Linked DNA regions of Sus scrofa: region 2 is linked to region 1. Evidence: chromatin contacts called from public HiChIP or PLAC-seq data. All regions are on one chromosome and are shown on one strand. The core of a region is the stretch at or near the end of the contact, and the rest is flanking DNA. Distances in the headings are between cores, read along the strand shown. Region 1 overlaps RSBN1L (round spermatid basic protein 1-like protein). Region 2 overlaps LOC102167907 (a long non-coding RNA gene).

What was found. HiChIP or PLAC-seq counts read pairs in DNA pulled down with a chosen protein or histone mark.
Region 2: an H3K27ac HiChIP or PLAC-seq map of alveolar macrophages shows a contact between it and region 1. The contact joins two enhancer-like sites. A contact is called at or near these places in 1 of 47 Hi-C or Micro-C datasets (epiblast stem cells) and 1 of 2 datasets of contacts at active chromatin or transcription factors (alveolar macrophages).

What each region holds. Positions count from the first base shown.
Region 1 is chr9:102,389,283-102,395,524 of Sscrofa11.1, reverse strand. The region is part of intron 3 of RSBN1L (round spermatid basic protein 1-like protein); the gene reads left to right. Among named protein-coding and RNA genes, the nearest start is that of RSBN1L, 43 kb to the left of the region's middle. Within about 2 kb of position 3,269, at least 2 of the 83 cell types and tissues checked have an H3K27ac peak or open chromatin away from gene starts, as enhancers often do. A contact at or near this core is called in alveolar macrophages, where this site is marked.
Region 2 is chr9:102,604,189-102,610,430 of Sscrofa11.1, reverse strand. LOC102167907 (a long non-coding RNA gene) reads right to left here. Exons shown (of 3, transcript XR_001299008.2): 3 at 2,121-2,327. Among named protein-coding and RNA genes, the nearest start is that of PTPN12, 43 kb to the right of the region's middle. Within about 2 kb of position 2,775, at least 1 of the 83 cell types and tissues checked has an H3K27ac peak or open chromatin away from gene starts, as enhancers often do. A contact at or near this core is called in alveolar macrophages, where this site is marked.

The DNA.
Region 1 (6,242 bases), core at 2,020-4,519:
TAAATTCTGTAGAAACTTAAGAGATGACAGTATAGGTAAGATGTATCTATTTCTGTGATCTTTATGGTGATAATGTTTATCTCTGTAGTTACTCTGTAGATATTACTCTGTAGTTTTCACAAATACTCATTTTTGCATCTCTTTAGCCTTTATCCTTGAAACATGTTAGAGATCTGTGTGTGTCTGTGTGTGTGCATGCATGTGTATATATGTTTATAAATACATGCACACACTTGGCACATACAAAAGGATCAAGGCATCCTGATCTTTGCTCTTCGGTTTTGGAATTCTTTTTACTTATAGAATTCTGTTTTACTTTTTCATCTGTATCCTTGTAGATTGCCTGAAAAATTTGAAGACATAGTGAAATTATATATTGTTTTAGTAGGTCATGTCATTTTTCTGATGCTGTTTCTCTGAGGTTAGTAATATATTATCAGTCAAACTCTATGATAAAATTCAGTCTGAGAATAGAAAAATTTTGTATCTATGTTAGTTATTTTTCTGCAGTGAACAAACAAAAACTCTCAAAACTAAGTGGCTTAACATTGTTTCTCACAATTTATTGAACCCCCTTGGACAGTCTTCAGCTTGGTTAGTGTAGTGTCAGCTGGGATGATGTTCACATTTTTCTCATCATCTAGCAGGTTAGTGTGGGCTTGTATACATGGTGGTAGTTGCAAGGTTTATAGAGCAGAAAAAGGGCAAGCCTCCTCTTCTGTGTTTGCTAATGTCCTGTTGCCCAAAGGGAATCTGGAGGCTAAACCCAGATTCACTTCTTCATGATAGGAAGTTCAGAAGTGAGCTTACATGCTTACATGCTTGGGAAGAATTTTTAACCATTTGCAATCATCCACATCTGTCTTTTTTCTCCCAGCCCTATTTTGTTCAAATAATCATTTGTATTTATTGTTCTCCTTGTCTTTGATGGTAAAAAAAAAAAAAAAAAACAAAAGATAAGTAAGACAGGAGTTTTATCTGTCAAGGAATAATTGAGGTTTCTGTCTTGTCATCCAGTATTTAATCAGCATGCCCTCTAAACCCTGTGGCAAGTACTGTGAGAATATGAAAACTGGGGCAGTTATCTTCTAATCACCCTTTCCCTTCCCCTAAATTCTAAATATTGTTTATATTTTAGCCTGGTTCTAAGTTGTTTGTATCATATAACTTATGTCAAGTGTTAACTCCTAATTAAATGGCTAATATTTTATTAGTGAAACAATTATTAAATCTGACTTTCTGCAGAGTAAGAGGAGAAAACTAACATTCATCGAATTCATTCTGGGGTCGTTCACTGTGCTGGGTCAATAAAGATGATTTGACATGCCATCCTTGACCATTGCCTGCCTTTGCAATAAATTTTCTTTTTGGCCAATTATGCTTGTCATATTCTCCTTGACTGCTTTTGATCTGATCTATAAAAAATATGATGGCAGGTACCAGATGTTCCAATTGAGAAAGGAGAATTTTTCCTTTATTGTAATAATTTTTAAATGAACAATAATAATTTTATACTTATTTTAGTATATGGATATTTTTGAAATATTGATTCGATGTTAATACTTGTATTTTGATTTGAAAGAATGTCAGATGTGATGGGGAATGGCTCCCCCTTGTGGCGCATTTATTTTTGTTAGATGTTTAGATTGCCTCAGGAACATGGTGAGCTGGTCTTGTTTATTATTTATTTATTTATATATATATTTTTTATTAATGAATTTATCACATCTGTAGTTGTATGATGATCATCACAATCAAATTTGGTCTTGTTTTTTAAAATCAGACTTCCTTCCTTCTTCTCCCCATCCCCCCAAAAACCCCACCAGAATTGAACCAGTAGCCTTTTCTGTCCTCACCCCCTAAATTTTTCATTGTAATAACTATCCTATTTTTGTATTTTCTTCAGATTGATGATAACTGGCTAGAATAATCTATAATATCTTCTATATTTATTATGGATAACTATTATATACTCTAAAAAATTGTAGAATTTTTAGTATACTGGGATATTGATCAGTATACTAAAAGAAAACAGGTAAAAAAGGAAAACAGAAACAAAAAAATTGAGAAGCAGAGTTCCCATTTTGGTGCAGCAGAAGCAAATCTGACTAGTATCCATGAGGATGTGGGTTTGATCCCTGGCCTCCCTCAGTGGGTTAAGGGTCCAGTGTTGCCTTGAGCCTCTGGTGTGTGTTGCAGATGCAGCTTGGATTTGGCATTGCTGTGGCTGTGTTGTAGGCAAGCAGTTACAGCTCCGATTAGACCCCTAATCTGGGAATTTATATGCCGTGGGCGTGGCCCTAAAAAGCAAAAAAAAAAAAAAAAAAAAAGGAAATAAAAACAGGGTTTTTCGTTATTGTTCTTTTGTTTTTTCTTTTTTCGGCTGCACTCACAGAATATGGAAGTTCCTGGGCCAGGGATTGAATCCAAGCCAGAATTATGACCTGTGCAACAGCTGCAGCAACACTGGATCCTTAACTCACTGTGCTACAGCAGTAACTCCCAAGAAAAATGGGTTTTGAAGTCAAAATAGTTTGTCTAATGAGAGGCCAAATAAGTTTTGTTTATTTACTGTGAGACTCTTCAGAACCTTTAATAGTCAGTGTGTATAGTGAACCTCCCATACACGAAGAAGAGTTTTCCATTTCCAAACTTACTAGACTGTAGAATCCTCTCCTCAGGGACTGACATAATCAGGGAACATTTTGGGAAACAGCATTGTTTCAAGTGAGTCAGTCCTCATGGTCTTTTGAATTACTTGTGTCCTTTACTTCTCTTGTTGCACCAATTTTTATAAATAAAATAAGAAAAAGCAGTATTGAGTCCTACCGATTTATTTTTGGCAGATGTATTTCCTGTCAGACTCCATTTTTCTCTGTAGCAAGCTGACCTCAGAATCATGTTTTTTTGTTTGTTTGTTTGTTTATTTGTTTTATGGCTACATGTGGCCTGTGGAAGTTCCCAGGCCCGGGACAGCAGCTTCTGCAACACTGGATCCTTTCACCCAGTGTGCCAGGCCAGGGATCAAACTGCACCTTAACAGCAACCTGAGACACTGCAATTGGATTCTTAACCCACTGTGCCACAGTGGGAACTCCTTTTTTTTTTTAAGATTACATGAGGACTAATGAAAAAAGTTTTAGTTTAAACATAATCTAATTAAGCAGTTCATTTCCCATTAACCAAAATTTGTGAGATATTGTTATTGACACTGGCATTTCAGTTTAGGTTTGTCATTATGATGATACAATACTGATGACCTAGGGGAGTTGCAGCTTTGCTTTTACCCTTGACCTCCTTCCTCTTCTAAATTTGTGGTTTCTTATCCTGTATGATTTTAGAGGTTAGTTAGAATTATACCTAATATAGAAACATGCATGTAAATAAGAGTATACTTCTCTGAGTCATGTCTTTTGTGACATTTATTTTGGCTACTTAGAGATTCTTTCAGAGCTTACCTGTTTCTCCTCCCATTCCACTGCCCGTGAATTGTAATTGTTGGATAGATTATTTTTAGAGAATTCAGGTTTATTTCCTTATGATTGTAGACTTGTGTTTTGTTTTTTTAGGGTTGCACCCATGGCACATGGAAGTTCCCAGGCTAGGGGTCAAATCGGAGCTGTAGCCGCCAGCCTACACCACAGCCACAGCAACATAAGATCCAAGCCGCATCTGTGACCTAACCACAGTTCGTGTCAATGCCAGGTCCTTAACCCACTGATCGAGGTTAGGGATCGAACCTGCTTCCTCTTGGATGCTAGTCATAATTGTTTCCACTGAGCCATGATAGCAACTCCTACTAGATTTTTTTTTTTTTTTGTCTTTTGTCTTTTTGAGGGCCATACCTGTGGCACATGGAGGTTCCCAGGCTAGGGGTCTCATTGGAGCTGGAGCCGGCCTATGCCACAGCCACAGCAACACCAGATCCAAGCCGCGTCTGTAACCTACCCCGTAGCTTATGGCAATGCTAGATCCTTAACCCAATGAGCGAGGCCAGGAATCGAGCTCACAACTTCATGGTTCCTAGTCATATTCATTTCTGCTGCACCACCACAGGAACTCCCCTAGGTTTATTTTTGTTATATGTAATAGAGGAAACTGGGTATTTGCTTTATGATATTGCCGTATCATAGGTGTCACATCAGTCAAGGAGTACTATTTCCTGTTTTTTGTGAATAGTGTGTGGATTATAGTCTTATTTTTTAAAGTAACTTAAGTGTTATCTATATATTTCATTAAGTGGTACATGCTTTTTGAATTTGATATATGTAATTTTCTGTGTTTGAAACAATACATTAATGGCTCAAACTGATTTAGTATATGTTTGAAAAATTAGGTTATTAATCTAAAGTGTTGTATTAAATGGTATGTAATTAAAAGTTACAGTGTGTTTTATTTATTTTAATTGGGGTATAATTGATTTACAATATTAAATTAGTTTCAAGTGTACAACATAATTGCTTCAAAATTTTTATAGGTTTTACTCCATTTAAAGTTATTATAAAATATTGGCACTATCCCCATGCTATGTAATATACATTGTAGCTTATTTATACATAAGAGTTTGTATTTTTTTTTTTTTTTTTTTTTTTTTTTTTTTTACTTTTTAGGGCTGTACCCACAGCATATGGAGGGTCCCTAATCAAAGCTATATCTGCTGGCCTACACCACAGCTCAACGGCAACGCCAGACCCTTAACCCACTGAACAAGGCCAGGGATCGAACTCACAACCCCATGGTTCCCAGTCAGATTCGTTTCATGCCACAAGAGGAACCCCAAAAATTTGTACTTCCTAACTCCCTGCCCCTGTCTTGCCCCTTTACCCTCCCTTCTCCCCAGGGGTAACCACCAATTTGTTTTCTATACCTCTGAGTCGGTTTCTTTTTTGTTATATTCATTAGTTTTATTTTTTAGATTGCAGATGTAAGTGATAACATACAGCATTTATCTGTCTGACTTATTTCACTTAGCGTGATACTCTCCAGGTCCACCCACATTGTTGCAAATAGCAAAATTTCATTATTTTTTAATGGCTGAGTAGTATTCCATTTTATATATACCACATCTTTGTTATCCATTCACCAATAGTTGAATGCCTGTATTGCTTCCATATCTTGACTCTTGGAAATAATGCTAGTATTGTTACTGAATGCAAGTCTGTGTGCTCAATGCACAATGAGGCCAAACAATACCAAAATGTTGGAGTTTACAGCAGGGAAAGGTTTATTATAGAGCCATGAAAGGAGACAGGTAGCTCATGACTTAAAAATTCAAACTCCTTGAAGGCTTTTAGCAAAGCCTTCCATAGGAAAGGTGTGGGAGGGGTGGGGTTAGTTGTTAGTGTGAGATCCTTTATTCTTGTAGCTGTCCACACAGTTCAGGTCAGGTCACAGTGTTCTGCAGACCTTCATCAAAACAAATATTTTCTGATCTGCAACTTTTTAATCTAAAGCTGTAATAAGTAAGGGAAAGGAGGCATTAAATTTTGTCCCCATGTCTCCTTGTGACTTTGAATACTTAAGAAATTCTGTAAGCAAAGTGACATCATTGCTCTCATCTTACTTGTTCAAGGTCCAGAGCATCAATTTTTGCCCTCCAGGGTGTAGGCCACAGCTAGGATGAGGGGGACCAGGGCATGGGCTGGTCATGCTGCCTGGGGACATTCGTCCATCGCCTGGTCTGGATCCTTCCACCAGTGCCCAGGCAGGCAGATTTCAGCTGGTAACTCCCTCCAGGCCAGGTCCTCAGACCCTGCCCAGCTGTCAACACTGAGGGAGCAAGACAGCCAGGACTCAGCCAGCCCTTAGACTCCTTACGCCAAGCAAACAGTGGCCTGGTCCTGCAGACTGCAAACCCAAGGAGATTGCTGCCACCATTAAGTCTCAAAGATGGAGCCTGGGTGAGCTGAGGGCCCAGGGAGAAGCTGAAGGTGTGTCCCGCAGAGCTCCAGAGCGTTCGTTGCAGCCACCCACTAGCCGGATTTTCTGGAGGGCACCAGGGAGAAAACCAGGATTTGCTTCTTACCACACTCTGCTGAGAGGACCACTGTTGGCAGAGCAGGACCTCTAATGGTCCTGTGTTAATAGTCATGCGCTAATGGTCTCAAACTAACCACCTGTGCACTAATAGCTGCATGCCTGCCCTGCCTCTGTTACACTGTGAACATTGGGATGCATTTATCTCTTTGAATTAGTGTTTTCATTTTCTCTAGCTATATCCCCAGGAGTGAAGTTACTGGATC
Region 2 (6,242 bases), core at 1,526-4,025, 220 kb before region 1:
TAACAAGATCTGTGTGGTAAATTTTTCTTTGAGTTCAATGCTAGGCAATATTTGTTTCTTCTAACTAAATTGGTATGTTTCAATTTAGTGGTTAGAAAGAATTATGCAACGTATATTTTTTTTACCAAGAAGTTCGGAGTTAAGTTTTCTACTCAGTTTTAACATCTAGTCATTTTTAAGATTTCAGGTTAATTATTCCCTATCTCTATGCATCGCTTCCACTCCCACAACCCTGTTCATATACTGGCTTTTATTCTTTCTCTATCTTTTTAAAAACTTCCCTGTACTTCATCATAAGCTAATTCAAATCTTTTTTAAAGGAATATAGATAAATAATTTTACATTGTCAAACTTAATGTAAATTTTTTAAAATTTAGCCATTATTGTAATTAAAGCTAATATGTCTGAGTACATAAAATATTGAAGCTTAAATTTGGAATTCCGGTTATGGCTCAGTGGTAACGAATCCAACTAATATCCATGAGGATGTGGGCTTGATCCCTGGCCTAGCTCATTGGGTTAAGGATCCACTGTTGCTGTGAGCTGGTCAAAAACATGGCTCTGATCCACCATTGCTGTGTCTGTAGCAGAGGCAGCTCTGATTCGACCCCTAGCCTGGGAACTTCCATATGCCTCAAGTGCAGCCATTAAAAGCTAAAAAAAAAAAAAAAAAAAAAAAAAAAAAAGCTTAAATTGGACTCTCCCTCTCTCTTTTTCCATAGCGGCGCCAGATCCGAGCCAAATCTGCAACCTATACTGCAGCTCATAGCAACACCAGATCCTTAACCCACTGAGTGGAGCCAGGGATCAAACCTCCATCCTCATGGACACTAGTCGGTTTCATTATTGCTGAGCCACAACAGGAACTCCTGACTCTTGATAAACAATACTCTATCACAAGAGGCAAATGCTACTGATGTGTGTTTATGTAGCTGTAATCTACTGACACATTGTAACAGCAGTATATATGGTTGTTCCCTCCAAATATGTCAAACAGCTCCAACTAGGCACAGGTGTACTCTTATAACAATGCCATGTACTCCAAATACCCTGAAAACTTCCTTTAGATCTATAAGCCATATGATTTTACACTTAAATTTAAAGAAGTGTTCCCTGAATTTATAATCCAAAAAGAAAGGAGTCAGATGTATTTACGGGTGTGGTTTCTGAAGTTTTATACTCTTTTTGACTTTGATTACCCAGATATTTCAGGTCATCTTAAAATATGAAATTTGTCACTCCACGGGCTATGTACATTTTTGACATGTGCTTCAGAAGACCCTAATAAGACAACCACATTAATCTCCTTGACATAGCCTTAGCTGTATACATGCATCAGAAGGACTTAGCTGTGGAAGCCACTACGTAGGAACTGGGACACTCATGCACCCATATGCAGACATTTCAATAGCACTCTTTGGTTCTAATAATATTAGGGGTCAAACCTTCTTCTAGTCACCAATGTCTGTGAACTCTGAGTTCGCTGTAGATAAGTAGGAGAACACCAAGGACTAATGTCAGTGTTGGAAAGTACAAATGTAGGAACAAAAAGGAGGAGGAAGTGTCTTCTGGTTACTGCCACCAGATCATTTTTGGCCTCTGTGCAATAAGTTAGGCCTCTTCTGGGTTGGTTCCAAGTGTACCATGGAAGAAAGCCAGCTCTAAAATTAATATTCTGCTGACCATTTGATCATTTCATGAAAATTGAGAAGGGATGAATTACCTTCTCTTCCTTTTTGGCTTTCTATTCAGGAACCCATGTCATTAAAGCAACTCTATTCTTGCAAAAGGAAGTCAATCATACCTCCGACCTAGAAAACAACTAAAACTAATGTATATGCTAAGAGAAGCATGTTTACCGGGAGACTATCTAAAGGATATGAAATCAGTCCAGTCCTCTAGACAAGCAGTCACAAAGACTGATTTAACCCAAGAAATATTTTGTTTGGTTCACAGTGTATTTTTTAAAAAGTGAGCCAACAGGAGTTCCCGCTGTGATGCAGTGCATTAAAGTATCTGGTGTTGCCACAGCTATGGCAAAGGTTGCAGCTGTGGTTCGGATTCAATCCCTGGCCCAGGAACTTTCATGTGCTATGGGTGCAAGCACTACAAAAAAAAAAAAAAAAAAAAAAGAAAGAAAGAAATTGAGCCAACATTGAAAAATTGTTGAGATTTCAAATATGGAAGGTGGCAACACTGTGCTTAGTGTCCCCATGTGGCAACATCTGCTGGAGCTGAGAAGTGGCAGCTGCTTCCTTTTCTTGAGGCAGGGGCTCTCCAGGTGGTCAAGTCCATACATATCTGCATTTGCTATGCCTGCAAAGATTCTAAAATCAGAAAGGTCAGCAAAGAACTGGATGTCAGGATTGTATTGCTACTGCCACTCTAGTGTCGGTATTGCTTTTACTGATTTTCACTTTGGTGGCTGGCATCAGCCTATATTTAAGGATGCTATAAAACAGTCTTAGAAATTCTAATTCAATTATAGTTAGAGTATGAATTGCATGTCCATTACAAAGTAGAATCTTCTGTGAGGACCACTCTTTCGTAAGGAAATAGTTTCTTCTGGTTTTATCAAGAGGACTAGTTATACTTTTCCTAAGCAAGTGGCTTGTTTTCATCACCTAAATATGCTGTATCTTAACAGGGTATTCCCTTCATATTGGTTGCTAGAAGGTCTAAAGACAAAATTGTAGCCCATTCTTGGTGACTGTGTAAGGTTCAGTGATATATGTGCCCCTTAGCTGCATCTTATAACTTCCTCTTGTTCTTTGCCTGACTTCTCTATTGCTTTATTTAAAAAGTAACTAAATATGGTAGTTCCCATCATGACTCAGTGGAAATGAATCTGACTAGCAAACCTGAGGATGCAGATTCAATCCCTGGCCTCGCTCAGTGGGTTAAGGATACAGCGTTGCTGTGAGCTGAGGTGTAGGTCGCAGACTCAGCTTGGATGTGGAGTTGGTGTGACTGTAGTGTAGGCCAGCAGCTACAGCTCCAATTCAACCCCTGGCCTGGGAACCTCCATATGCTGAGGGTGCAGCCCTAAAGAAATAAAAAAAAAAGTAACAAAATATATTTTAATAGAGGAATAAAAAGAAGAGAGCAAAAATGGAATACCTAGATAATTCCCTTCTGATCCATTCCCACTGAGCCACGACAGGAACTCCTAAAAAAATTTTAAACCTATGAGTTTCATATATTTACACACACAAGTTGTGTAAATATATACACATGTGTGCATGTATATACATATACAGATACACGTGCATATATATGTATAAACATTTATAAATGTACCTTTGAAAACAGATTGAAAAGTTACTTGAAAAATTGAAACAGAATTGGAGGGAAGTTAAGGGAAATGTTCACTCTTTACGTATTTTACATTGTTTAAATTATTTTAAAATGAATGTATTTAGGAGTTCCTGTCATGGCTCAGTGGTTAACGAATCCAACTAGACATTATGAGGTTTCGGGTTCAATCCTTGGCGTTGCTCAGAGGGTTAAGGATCCGGCGTTGCCGTGAGCTGTGGTATAGGTTGCAGACACGGCCTGGATCCCGCATTGCTATGGCTCTTGCGTAGGCCGGTGGCTACAGCTCCGATTTGACCCATAGCCTGGGAACTCCATATGCAGCAAGAGCAGCCTAAGAAATGGCAAAAAGACAAAAAAAGAAAAAAAAAAAAAAAAAAGAATGTATTTAGTTATTTCATTAGTTGACAATTTAGGGAGTTCTTGCTGTGGTGCAGCAGAAAAGAATCTGACTAGTATCCGTGAGGATGCAGGTTCATCCTTGGCCTCACTCAGTGGGTTAAGTATCCGGCATTGCACTGTGAGTTCATAGACGTGTTTCAGATCCTGAGTTGCTGTGGCTGTGGCATGGGCCGGCAGCTGCAGCTCTGACTGACCCCTAGAGTGAGAACTTCCATACGCGCAGATGTGGCCCTAAAAAGCAAAAAAAAAAAAAAAAAAAAAAAAAAAAAAACAAAGAAAAAGAAAAAAGAAAATCTAAATAGGAGTTCCCTTTGTGGCTCAGCTGGTTAAGAACCCGACTAATGTCCATGAGGATGCAGGTTCAATCCCTGGCCTCGCTTAGTGGGTTAAGGATTTGGAGTTGCCTCAAGCTGTGGCATAGGTCACAAATGCAGCTCAGATCCCTCATTGCTGTGGCTGTGGGCTGGCAGCTGAAGTTCCAATTCGATCCCTAGCCCTGGAACTGCAGGTGTGACTTAAAAAGAAAGGAAAACAAAAGAAAATTTAAATGGAAAGTGAATGATCCAAGGGAGCTAAAAGTTCTAATAAAGAAGAATCCCTTTGCCTAAAATACAAATGTTAATTATGAATAAGGGGATATATGTAATGCAAGAAATTCTAAGGACAGATATTTAAACATTTTCTGGAAAGACCTATGAATATTACATTTTAAGAGGTATTTGTATGGTGGTTAAGGGCACTGTATGTGGACTCAGGCTACCTGCTTTTGAATCACCAGCTTTGTCATTTACAACTTGTATGTTCTTGACTTCTCTGACTTCTCTGTGCCTCAGTCTCATCATCTATAAAACACAGATGATAAAAGTAGTACCTGTCTTATACAGTCCCTGGGAAGATCAAATAAGTCAGTATACATAAAACACTTAACAAAGCCCCTGGCCACAGTAAGCACAACATAAACATTTTTATGAGCGTATTATGAATAGACTCACTAACAACACTGTAAGGAAAGAAACTGTCCTTGAAGTCAGAGGAACTGTAGCTATAACACAGTGATTAATCTAGGAGTGATTATATAGAAGAAGGAGGCACAAGGGCAGCAGTCTGATTTTATTATTGCACAGCAAACACACTGTTTTTACCTAAATAAATCAGAGGTGATTTGAAGGAGTTCTAATAGATTTTAGGTTTTCAAGTTTTATAACACAGCAAGCACATTTCTATTTAGATAGTATGTTTCTTTGAGATGACTGCTGGGTGAGGGCAGGCAGTAAAGAAAGGCTTCCAGTCATTCCTTGGCACAACCTATTTTGTCATATTGGGCAACTCATTTTAATCTCGAGACCTCACTTTCCTTATCTGTAAAATGGACTATATAATTTAAAAAGTCTGGTCCAGCTTTCAGATTCTATAATTTTGGTATTTTGATAAGGACAACACTAATTAGTGGGCCATGGTTATCTACTGAGACTTGCAATTGCAATTTGTATCATCAATCCTGGATTTTAGAAATACTATGAATTTTACATCTTCACTAACAGAAAGGACGAATATAGTGAATCATCTAAAAAAGCATATAATTAAGAAATCATTTATATTTAACTTTAAAATATCTTATAGTACGTGATTACTTTAAAGCAAATATAATAACCATTTTTATTATGTTCTATTCTAATATTAAATTATTCTTCATTCTCTAAGTGACAACTGGGCAGAATAATGAACTTAACCGAAAATATGTTTTGAATAAAATTTACAATGTAGAAAACTAAAAGCTGACTTAACTTAGATCATTCTTACCCAAAATAGCAAACATCCTTCATTATGTTGAAATGTAACCATGACTATATAGGCAATATTCATGATAATTCAGTGCATGACCTTTACTGTCAGACCTGAGGTTACCTTGTATAAAGTTATTTAAGCCCTTTGAATCTCAGTTTTCTCATTTATAATATAGGAATAAAAAATTATCTACTCCATATGAGGTGATGTAGCGGTTAAATGAAATAATACAAGTAAAGCACAGAGTACAAAAAAAAAAAAAAAAAGAAAAAAAGGAATTCCTGTCGTTCCTCAGCAGTAAAGAACTCAACCAGTATCCATGAGGACTCGGGTTCGATCCCTGGCCTCACTCAGTGGGTTAAGGATCCAGCATTGCCACGAGCTGTGGTGTAGATTGCAGAGGCAGCTCGGACCTTGTGTTGCTGTGGCTGTGGCATAGGTTGTCAGCTGCAGCTCCAATTTGACCCCTAGCCTGGGAACCTTCATATTGCCATGGTGCAGTCCTAAAAAGCACAGTGTATAGTGCCTGGCAAATAGTGGTTGCTCAAAACAGTTGATTTCTTTTTGTGGTCCTCAAAGACCATATTTACTCAACTCTACATTTACTTTTAAATAATATGCTGGTATATTATTTATTACATTTTATAATTGGAGGCATCAAGGACCTGTGGTTAAGAGTCTAGATTCTGGAATTCCTGTCATGGTTTAGCAGTTAACGAACCCGACTAGTATCCATGAGG